2 separate regions of the Gossypium hirsutum genome follow, and region 1 is linked to region 2. The links are chromatin contacts, called in public Hi-C maps. All regions are on one chromosome and are shown on one strand. Each heading gives the region's core, a stretch centred on a gene start, on an enhancer-like site or on the middle of the called end of the contact. The rest is flanking DNA. Distances are from core to core; before and after follow the strand shown.

Evidence for each region. A called contact is a pair of places that touch in the nucleus more often than the background predicts.
Region 1: a contact with region 2 is called in a Hi-C map of fibers, with 2.6 times the contacts expected there. The contact joins the enhancer-like site here to the promoter of LOC107899410 in region 2. A contact is called at or near these places in 7 of 34 Hi-C or Micro-C datasets (callus, fibers, leaf and 1 more).

Annotation. Positions count from the first base shown.
Region 1 is chrD04:32,126,559-32,132,441 of Gossypium_hirsutum_v2.1, reverse strand. It overlaps the pseudogene LOC107898208. Among protein-coding and RNA genes, the nearest start is that of LOC107898430, 32 kb to the right of the region's middle. Within about 2 kb of position 4,316, at least 6 of the 9 cell types and tissues checked have an H3K27ac peak or open chromatin away from gene starts, as enhancers often do. A contact at or near this core is called in fibers, where this site is marked.
Region 2 is chrD04:31,986,493-31,992,772 of Gossypium_hirsutum_v2.1, reverse strand. LOC107899410 (putative phosphatidylglycerol/phosphatidylinositol transfer protein DDB_G0282179) reads left to right here and starts at 2,974. Exons shown (of 4, transcript XM_016825115.2): 1 at 2,974-3,474; 2 at 3,675-3,776; 3 at 3,938-4,098; 4 at 5,173-5,400. The coding sequence starts at 3,375. The coding sequence ends at 5,280.

The DNA of each region.
Region 1 (5,883 bases), core at 3,067-5,566, 140 kb before region 2:
AAGCAATTGAACAAATTTGTAAAGAAATAGGGAAAAGGAAATAAAATGGTAGTATGCTACTGACGCATGAAATAGAAAGGAATAAAAATAATTTCATTCAATTTCTAGTGTATTCAAGTGTGTTTTTCAAAGGCCGTCACACACCTTATTTATATACATATCTTATACTAAAATTAGCCTAACTCACTTAACAACCAATTACATGAAATCAAATTCATATAAGATTTTTTTTCTAAATATGTCTTTTACAAATTCAAAAATCTAATCGGCCCTTAAATGTCTCAAAATTTTCGATTTGACCCCCCTTTTATTGCTTGTGCTCTAATTTAGTCCTTTTCTGCTTTTTTTTAATTTAAAACATCTGAATTGCATTGCTGACAAAATTTAAACATAAAATCACCAAATTAGCAGGAATTAATTCAAGAATTAATTGATTTGAAATCGTAAAACATGAAAAATAAATATGCTATCAAATCCCCCTACTTAGCCTATGATTATCCTCAAGCATTTTGTTTTTTCCTACATTAGAAATTATCCAATAATTTATTAGAAATCAAGTCTCTCTTCCGCAACCATGATCAATGTAAACAATTTAGGTGAAAAATGAATCAGTGTTTAAATACTCAATTTAATCAACAAGTGCCCATAAAATTTAAACATGTAAATTCAATCATTTCATTAAATTTAGATTGAACCAAAATCTGCAAGGTATTTATTCTCAATTAATTGTGTAGTAAATTTGGGACATAGTCAAACTTTTTTATGCGATGTGAAATGACAACCCAAGCGCCTTACCCCGGTTACTCAATTTGACATGTCTCTAAATAGACTATTTTTCCCTACTCATGGTAGCTCGACTAGCGGAGTGTTTGCAAGTTTTCAGTTCGTACTCGAACTTTTTTACGCGAAATGAGATGACAACCCAAACACCTCATCCAGGTTACTAAATTTGGTCACATTCTCAAAATCTTCACTCATAACTTAAGCCATCAACGGAGTAGAATTGATTATTATTATTTTTTAATTATTATTTTTCATTATAAAATACATTTAAAATTAAACAACTAAGAATGATATACTTACCAAGAAAATTTATAAACAATCAATTTTCATGAAACAATCTAATTACAATATTTCAACTTTATAACACACACATCGATTAAACTAGATAATTAACACTTTAATTCAAGAACCACCCAACTATCTAAATTGATTAAGCATTGGAATTAGAGGCTCAATGTCAAACAAATTAACAAATAATCCTAACATAAGAATTAGCACATGTGAAAGAGAAACAATCAGGCAGCTAAAGAGAAACAAACAATCAGGCAACTAAAGAGAAACAATCATGCATATTTACTAATCCAACACCCCCTACTTAACCTATACTTGTCCTCAAGCATATTGTATAAGAATTAAAGTACAGTAGAGAGAAGGGCCAACTATACTCCCCATGTATATCTAACTTGGTTGTCGGTGTGGGAAGTAACTACTTTGCAAGACTTGGGTTTCCATTGTTTCAAGACGAGCTTCGATGTGGCTTAAATGTTCCTCTACAAATGAAGGAGGTTGCTCATTTAGCTTCCTAGTAACGAAATTGTGACATTGGAGAAAGACCCTATTACTGTGAGCAGTTCGTATACCTAGAGGAACAAAACAATATACAGTAGTGGTGTCGACAAGCAAACCCATAGAATCCAAACAATACTCATCTAGATGATCCATATTATATGCACATGTAAAGGAGGAAAAATCAACTTCAAAGGGAAAAATTTGGGAGATTAAATTTGTAATATATGGGCCAAGTATGAGTGGTCGATTAGAGCGTAAAACATCATGAAAATTTCGTGCAAACCAATATCCTAAATTAACCTTATATCCAGAATGCATACACTACATGAAAAATAATTATGTTTTGGTTAAAATAGATGAATCATTTCGACCTGAATAGCTGAAAGCTAAACACCGATGAATATATCTTAAAACTGGTTCATGCACTAACAAGTCCTTAAAGGTCTTGGGATTATAAAAATGGTTCCTAGATTGAGTTAAACTAGAATAAGCAACATTAGCATCGAATTTACTTGATATATCCAATAATAAAATATAGTATGAATTAGTTTGAACATTGTCGGGGTTAATGAAACCCATGGCGATGTTAAAATCTGAAATCGAAATCTTAAAATCATTACCAAGTAATCGAAAACAGACAACATCTCGAGTTTCAACAGTTCGAAATGCATTAATATTGAAGCTAAACGTTGCATAGAACTCATAGACTTGTTATAATATGCCACACATGAAATATTTGTAAATTATTTCCACCCAATAACATCGAAATAGTTCAATACAACATCATGTATATTAAGCATATCAAGGGTGTAAAGAGAAATTTTCTTATAGACTTGGAGTGGACGTTGTCGAATGTCGTTGAATCTTGCACGGTGCTCTCTAGTTGCAATGTTTAGGGACCCTTGAAGTTGTGCTTCTGTCGGTATAGTGTAGGTACGGCCTTGCCTATTACGTTGACTGTCTCGGGGTGGTCGAACATTTTCTTCAGGCGAGCAAGGTGGGGTACTCGAATATTCTGTAGCTTCACTACTGCTATGTGGAGGTGTTATTGGTTCATCAAGTGGTGGTTGATGTGTTCAAGTGGTGGATGATTGTGTTCGACGCTCAGTAATGTGCTCGTTTCTATTCGATGGACATTCGCCATGGTCATTAGAAGTTCCGGCCACGTTTGAGCAACCTGTATAGTACGATAGTAAAGGAAAAGTATGTTGTAAGTTAGGAATCAACCTTTCGGAAGTAGCAGGACTATTGTGAGAGCGTTTGATCTTGATCAGAGTTGGGCTTCATCAGTGACGATTCCTAATAGGTGTGGCAGTTTGCCTTGTAGGGGGTGGAGATCGTTCCGAGTCTTCATTATCTAAATCGATGATTAGAGACACCAAAAATCAGTTTCGATCGTGATTAAGAGAAACCAGGAATCCGTTGGCCGCTTGGTTCTTAGTGTGAACCATGGTTACTATTTGGTTTAGAGGAACAAATGACAATGCCCTTATAGTCTACTCATGACAGCGGGCAATGACGGCCGATGGTGGCTCACAGCTTTTGGATAGTGGCGATGTGGGTCATGTTGGTGGGCGTTTATGGAGGAAAGGAGTGGGGGTTTGGTTTTTGGAAGGTCGGTGTCTATTTTCAGAGTTTATGTTTGAAGAATCGAGGGTGTTTGGTGATAAGAAGGTAGCGATTTTGTGGGGTACAAAGGTGTGGTAGTTATGATGGAGAAAATGAAAAGTAAACGACGGTGGAGAGAAAAGAAACGAGCGATGGTGTTCATGAATCGACACCGTTTGGTGTTGGCTTGGTGCGGTGGTGCGAGAAAAGAAGAAAGAAGATTAATCGACGTTTGGCGATGGCTAGAGGTGATCATGGGCCGGGGGGCCCGGCCCGGCCCGACGTCCGCCCGAAATATGCGAGGGTTCGGGTAAAAATATAGGCCCAAAATATGGGCTTGGGCAAAAAACGAGGTCTGCTTAAAAAACGGGCCGGGCCTCGGGCAAAATTTTTTTGGCCGGGCTCGGCCCGGATATAATATATATATTTTTATTTTTTAAAACATTTCTTTTTCTTCCCCAGGCCATTTCCCCGTTTCCCCTCTTCCACAAATCCCTAGTGCCGGACTGCCCTCATCCATTTTTTTCTCAACCTTCACCTCCGGCACCAATCCACCTCCAGTCCTCCATCGATCCACCTCCGGTCCTCCACGACTCCACCCATTTCCCGTTTCCCCTCCTACAGCTCAATTTATTTCTCTGTTTACTGTTTATAGTTACATATTGTTTCTTTCCTTTTCTATGAATCATTTTCTTCTATGTTTCTCTTAATTTTTTGTCACATTTCTATTAAGGGGTTGATACCAATTTTATTCTTAACGTGTTTCAAATAAGTTAAATATCATGTGAGATTTTTTATTTTTTCTTTGGTTATTATCTTTGTTTGAGCTCGTTTTAATAGGTTTTTTTCCTCAGATTTTTAAAGAAAGTATTTTGTAGATTCATAAAATATATGGACTTTTATGGCTTAAAAACAGGACCATTAAAGTGTATAGTGATTTCTTTACGTAAAAAAAAAGCCTTAATTATTTTAATTGTTCTGGTGATTTATGTAGGATGATTGAATGTAAGGGCTTACAAGTACGTGTCGGAGCTATAGAGGAAGAAGCAATCGGATGTGATGAGGTTTTAACAGAGGGTGAGGTGCTGGGAATACCGTCAGCATCCAGCCATTGTTAGGGTCAACCACCCTACTCGTCCTGATAAGGCTCGGCGCTTGGGTTACAAGGCAAACAGGTAATGTCAAATTCCGTTTCATTCAAAAAAACATAGCTCTGGATCTTGATTTGCTTAGGGCTTTCTCTCAAAATTTAATCAACTTATGTTCTTTAAATTAAAAAATTAATTGTTTGCAAATGCCATTTGCTATACCTTAATACTTGATTTTGGGCCAAAGGTTTGGGTATTTTAGTTTGTCTAATCTTATTCATATATTTGGAAGATGTTTAGAGTATGGTATCCCTAAGCGCTTGTCTAGTGTCGGACATGGGTGTTAGATATGAATGCTTTGAGCTAAATGGTATAAGGGAATAGTAAGGCTCTCTATACATAATTTGACATAAATTTTCCCAAATAAAGTAAATGTGTATTTTTATAGGGTTATGTAGTTTATCATGTTCGAGTTAGAAGGAGTGGTCGAAAGAGGCCTGTTCCCAAAGGTATATTGTCTATGGTAAGCCCACAAACCAGGGTGTTACCCAATTGAAGTTCCAGCACAACAAGCGGTCTGTTGCAGAGGAGCGAGCTGGTCGAAAATTAGGAGGTCTCAGAGTTGTTAACTCATACTGGATCAACGAGGTTTGTAATAGTTTCTAAATGTTCTGATTTCTCCATTTACTGGATGATTCCATTGCCCTCATTGCTTTGTGCATGATCTGATCTTTGTAGGATTCTACTTACAAGTACTTTGAGGTTATCCTTGTTGATGTTGCACACAATGGAATCCGCAACGACCTGAGAATTAACTGGATCTGCAATACCATTCACAAGCACAGGGAACTTTGAGGACTCACATCTGCAGGTAAGAAAAATAGGGGTCTGCATGGAAAGGGTCACTTGCACCACAAGAATCGGCCGTCTCGAAGGGCTACCTGGAAGAGAAACAACACCCTTTCCCTTCGTCATTACCGTTGAGTTTAGTAGGTTACTTTCAGATGTATTAATTGCTTCTATCTTTGTGGGATTTTGGAATTCCTTTTACTGAGTTTGAAATTTTTGCAAGTTTATTTCTGTTAGTTTTTCAAAATAATTCAAGTAAAGTTCTTGACATCATGATATGTGCAAGTACTAGGATTTGGACTAGTTCACCTTATGACCGTTTTTGATCACCTTTTGAATTTGATATTGAGTTTTGGAGCTGGCGACCATGCTTGATTTCTGCAAATCTTGTTTGCAATATTGTTTTCATCCCTTTTATGGCTTTTATTAAATCAATTTGAGTTAAAGCAATTTTGGATGAATTTGCTTGCTTCTTCTTCTGCTTAAAAGCTCTAATTTGTCTTGAACTACTTCTAGGTTAATTTCTTTCTTTCTTTTGCTGCTTCCTCTTTACGATTTGCTTTTATTTTCTATAAAGTTGTTAAAAAAACAATAGTAAATGGTGGGCAACAGGTTCATTATTTATTAAGAATCAAAACTTAGAGTGTAATACTACATCAATTCTAACATAATTTTTATAGATAACATAATTAGTTTTAAGAAAAAAAAAGGGGCCTGGCTAGGCCGGGCTTGGGCTTCGTATTTTTTCCCCGAGCTGGGCCTGGAC
Region 2 (6,280 bases), core at 1,725-4,224:
GATATACCTTTTTAGAACTGAAAATAATGAATAATGTTGTTGGTTGAAACCATTTACACGATGTCAATCCTAGCCATAACAAAGTGTCTCGGCCTCTACGTAGTCCACCCAATCAATCGCGAACAAAAAAACTCTTTTGAACTTTTCAAAGAGTATCTAAACTTTTGGTTGCTAGACCTAGTTCAATTTTCTTACTCACATCTACATGATTCGAGATTGTATTCTTTTTAATAATATCATGTATATAAAATACAAAATAATTCTTTTGTACTTTTCAGAGAAAATCATGAAAGATATTGAAATTATATTCTTTCCAAAAGAATACTAACTTCTATAAATATTAACTCTGGAAAGGTATTGCGAATTGTATCTGTCAGAAAATCCTATTGGCCAGGTAATTCTATCCACCAGGTTATTTTATTCGCCTGGCGATACTATTTTTCAGGCAATATTGTTTGCCAAGTTGTTCTACCAAGCGATATTTCTCCACTAAGGATAATAATTCGCCATAATCGTATGTAAGAGGGTATACACCCATTTTATTGGCGTGAAGTTTGTTCACTTTAATCATAGGGTGTCACCCTATAAGTTCTTTTAACGTTGGTAGAAATACTAGAACCTTTCTAATGTTACAAGCAATGAATGGCATCTAGCAATGCATCATTGCTGCCTAAGTTACAATAAGTCGTGATTCGACAGAACCTTTATGTGATGAACTTTTCATGTAGTATAACTTTTTATCCTTTATATCATGGTTTAGTCACAAGTCATGGTTTAGTCACACTTGTATAGTTTAATCTCATATTTCTTGATATTTTGAGTAGGCTACAATAAACAAATAAGTGTGATATCTCATATTAACTTATTTGAGCATGGCCATGCGTTTCTAGTCTTACTTCATCAAGTGGCCCAGGATATTACTCCCATTATGTAGGAAGGATAAATCCTATCTTGATCAATCATATCCCACTACATGGATTGTGGTAGATCTTATCACTATGAGTAATTTTGTGACTATTACATAATAATCCAAGAAACATACTCATGGTGGGTTAGTCCAGTATGTTGTTCTTTAACACATACTCATGTATTGATTTTGACATCCTTATGTCAATGATAACACTTTGTCATCAATCAACTACACATTAGTCTCAATGCATTATTATTTTCCAAGCCCACAATAATACTTGACTAAGGACCTTTTAAGAATAATCATATTATTCTTAGGACTTTATTATTGATAAGTTTATACACAGAAAAGAAACTAAAATAACAATAGCATTGCCTTATATTAATAAACAATGTAAAATGAGTTTGTAATTACAACCATCTCATGATTGGTCTTCAGGCATACTTTAACATAAAAGACATTAGTGAGGTGGTTAGTTGAAAAGTATTTATAAGTACCAATATGAGAAAGAGGCATAGACTCACCATTCGACAACCGAATAAACTTGTGGTTAGAATCATAAGAAATTGAATAATCTAAGCATTGTAAGTCAAATATCATGTGACCAGTAGCTCCCGTGTCCAAAATTCATTCTAAAGATGTGCTTTCAACATTGTTGTAGTTAGAAATCATACTTACCTAATTGACAACCATATCAATGGAAGGCACTTTATGCAAAAGCTCAAGAATCTACTGATATTGTTACTTAGTGAAGAGTAGAGTGACTTGAGCTGGTATAACATCTTATTTTTCTACATCGGAACTAGTAGCATTGTTGGCTTTTTTCTTTCTAAATTTGTGAAACACCTCTAATTCTAGTTTAGTAAAAAGGTACTGCTTTGGGACTGAAACAATGAAATTATGTGGAAATCTAGAGGTGGAGGTAATAATGGTGGTGAGGGGGAGTGGAAGAGGAAGGTAAATTTTGAAGATCAAACTGAGACCATTTAGAAATGTTGAGGGTTAATTTGTTAAAATTATGACTAAATCGTAAAATTTAAGGGCTAAATTTATTATTATACCGATTTTTAACTGCCACTTCAGCTTCTTGTCAGAGATTTAATGACACTTAATGAAAATGGACCAAAAAAATAATCTCGATTAGTTTGGTGATCAAATTAAAAAAGATTAATATTTAGGTGACCAAAAAAGAAAAGGAGCAATACTGGGGTGACCTGTTGTATAATTTATCCTAATTTATATATAAACAATTTTTTAGTTCTATAAATTTTAAAATAAAAGTGATTATCTTTTATTTTAAAGAGATCAGATAAGAGATATGGTTCCTTTAAAATTGAAAAGGACATAAAAAGAAATCAATATAGAATTCTCATGTATAAAACTTGAAAATTTTAGATCAATATTTTTCTTAAAGAGAAATTATTTTATTATTTTGGACGAAAAATATTTACAATTTAAATATAATAAATTGGTAAAATATAAATTATTATTTTTATTACTAAAATTTACCATGCAATCAGAAAATATTTAAATATATGAGTTAATATACAATTGGTATTTAAGTTTAGTTTTAATATACAAATTGATATTCGAATTTATTTCGACAATTATGATTATGACATCATTATTTAAAAATTAAAAATATATATTTTTTTGTAAATTATAAATTTTAATGTGACTCAATAAATATTTTTATTATTTTGATTTTGATTTAATATTTTATAAAAATTATATTTTCTTTGATTTTTAATATTTTTATTTTTATAAAACATTATATTTTTGTGGTTCTTTGTATAAAAAATTATAAAATTTTCCTTTTTTGATTCTTTATAAAACTTTATAAAAATATTTTTAACACTTATTTAATATTTTTAATTTTTATTTATAAAATTTATGAATATTAGAAATATTTTTTTTTAGATTTAAAAAAAATTCGGATTATGACAATACATGGACAAATATTCAAAAAATATCAACGTGGTTTTGCATAGTATCAAGTACCAACTTTGGCAGGGAAATGAAATACAGGTGTACTTAAATAGGAAAGAAAAACAAAATTGGGTATCAAAATGCACCTTAAAGATAAAACTCAAATACCAAAGAATAAAAAGAGAGAGAAGGAAGCCTCCTGGTCGAAGAAACCTAAAAAGACACCGCTTCTTATTAAAAAAATAATAAGAAACACCTTTTCACCTAACAGTCACCGTCAACCAACTGCCAGTCTGGTTTGTCTAAGTAACAAGTCGCTCCCCGTCAATCGTGCTGACCAAAACAGACCAACGGCCTAGATCACCCCCAATTTCTCCAAACTGCTGTACTCAATCTTTCTTCTCCCCTCCATATATTCCCCCTTCATTTCCAGCACTTTTCTCTCTGCCCTAAGACCAAATCAATCCTCAAAATCTCTGCAAACTGAGATTTATATACATATCTGAACTTTAATTTTCTGTAAAATCGAAACCAGATGGAGATGATCCAGTACAACCGGTTCACCGCACACCTCTTGCTCCTCTCGTTGATTCTAGTTGTTCCCTTGGCAGTCGCCACCGACGTTCAATATTGTGGTTAGTTTCTCTAAGCCCTAGGTTCGCTGTTTTTTTTTTAATTAAATTGTTTTTATTTTATTAATCGATGAAAATTCTATTATTTGTTTACCGAGGAAAATTAATGATGTTTTTATTTTTATTTTATGAAATTAGCTCTCAATATTAGGATGTAAATTTTTAGTCTTTGAATCTAAATAATAATAATAATACAAATGCAGATAAGCAAGGTGAGTATGATGTAAAGGTTCAAGGTGTTGAAATTTCGCCTAACCCGATCGCCAGGGGTCAGCCTGCTACCTTCAGTATCGCAGCAACAACAGGTAACTTATCTATGTTTTTCAAATAATGTAATTGTTAATTAGATGGTAGCTTTGTGTCGGTATATGATGATTGATGAGGCTTGTTGTAACATGCGACCGAAGTGTGTAGTGCTTTAAGCTTGTGATTGAAGGTGGGCGTTGTTTTTTATAATGATGTACAGGTGCAGCTATCGATGGGGGGAAACTGGTGATCGAGGTTGCGTATTTTGGATGGCACATTCACAGTGAGACTCATGACCTTTGTGATGAGACATCTTGCCCTGTGTCAACTGGTGATTTTGTGGTTTCTCACTCACAAGTTTTGCCCGGATATACTCCTCCTGTAAGTCTGAAACTTATGTTGATTAATAGTTGCTGAACGGTTGGATGTTCTTTTTAATTTTTGTTTGCACCAATATTCTAGCATAAGCAGAAGAATTAAAACGCTCTGTCGAACCTTTTTGTCTAGTTCTGGTTGAGTGTGCTTTATGTTTAGGTATTTTGAGTTGAAAGGAATATATATGCATATATATATACGCGCACACACATAAAGAAAGAGGGAAAAGGTTTTTCTTTTCCTTTCAGAGTAAAGGAAAAACAAAAGCAAAGGATTGAAGATCAAAATGAAAATCAGAAAAACTAAAGGCAATATGGTTGGTCCTTCCCTTCTATTTTGTTTTCTTGCAAGGAAATAAATTGGGTTTTTATGGGATTGGAACTATGCTGAACCCTTCCTTCTCTTTCCCTCATTGTATTCTCATCTGGTTAAACTAATGCAATGCTTCAGACTCCCTTTACTTCAAGTTTTTTAGCAACCTTTTCGATCATGCAAAATATGTATTGGTGTTTTTGCAAGAATTATCGAGTCATAACAGGTTCAGTTCTTTCCAAATTCTTTTGAAAACAAAATTTAACTCATAACAGATTTGAATCATCATTTTCAGTAATACAGTTGAGTTTTAGTTGTTTGCCTATATCCCAAGCTTTGTTTCATCGATTATGATATACCACAAGCTTACTCACTGCAGTAGGCTTGTTTTCTCAGTTTTAGTTTATTCTCACAGCTAAACAGTGATTTATGTATGTTCCAAATGCAAAGAACAATCGGGGTTTCTGCATGCATTTATTTTGGTTAAAATGGAAACCTTTTTGACTAAGATTGCTCTTCATTTGCTTAGAAATAAGTCCCTCGTTCTTTCATCTATTGTTTATTTGTTTGACATAATATATTGGAATTGATGTTGCTTGTTGAGAAGTCTAAAGTTTGCATTTATTTGTGAGATCAATCAGCAACAAAATCGAACAATTTTGATTCCAATTGGAAGCCTTTCGAGGTCAATGAGATGTAATGTAATAAGGGATTCACCACAATCAAACCTTGGAATAATTACTTCTGATAAGTTTTAACCTTATGCAGGGCCCGTACTCTCTGAAAATGAAGATGTTCGATGCAAACAAACGTGAGTTGACATGCATCGGATTTGATTTTAGCATCGGGTTTGCATCATCTGTGGCTGATAGTTAAACATTAGGATTTAGAACACACGTTAATGGCCATGTAAAGTACTCTATGCTGTTATGTTCTCTATATGCCTTGTTGGATGGTTACCTGGTTCTTTAATAAATTGCTCGACATTTCGTAGGATATTATGATTTTTCTGAGTTGCTCAATTTTTTAAATATTCGTATTTGATAATGTATATAGTTCGAGAATACGATACTTCAAATGTATGAGTATATGAACTTTTAAAAATTTTAAATATGCATTTGAGAGTTTACCTGTTGGGTTAAATTGGACATGTTTTAATGATAATTTAACTCATAACATTTATAATTTTTTTTATTAATTTGGCTCTTATCTTTTTTTTAGTTAAATTTAATTATTAATTTTTTAAAAATTGTTAAATTGCTTTTTTTTAATAGAAGTACTAACTAAAACGTTATAAAAAGTTCATAAAAAATAAAAATATTAATGTGAAGTACACCTAGTCAATATTTTTATTAAAAAAATATTTCTAATATTTTTTTTTGAAAAAAAGACCATAAATGGCCTAAATTTCATTAATAGAATCCTGAATTACAATTTCTTGAATTTCTCCAGGATAATTCACATCAAAATCCCAAGCGCAATTATTATTAGCTTATTATTACTCCTGGGGGCCTACACGTCGGCCGAAGCAAACATCTCCAATTTCCTGCATGTTTCATGCTCGTACTTACCCATGATGGTAATATCCATGCCGCGTCTTTTAATTCTATTTATTAGGCTAGCATTATCGGATTCAAATAGAACCTGCTGGATGTTTAATCTCCCGGCCAGCTGCATCCCTTCATCCTGAGCCACCAACTCAGCCCTTTCGCTTGTCACCTCCATGTTTTTACAGCCCCTGCAACCGCCAACCATGAACCCCACTTCATCTCTTGCGATAACCCCGTACCCCATTCTCCCATTTGACACCGTAGCGTCGACATGTACCTTTGCAAAACCCTTTTTGGCTTCTTCCAGTTATTGCACGCAGGGGTAA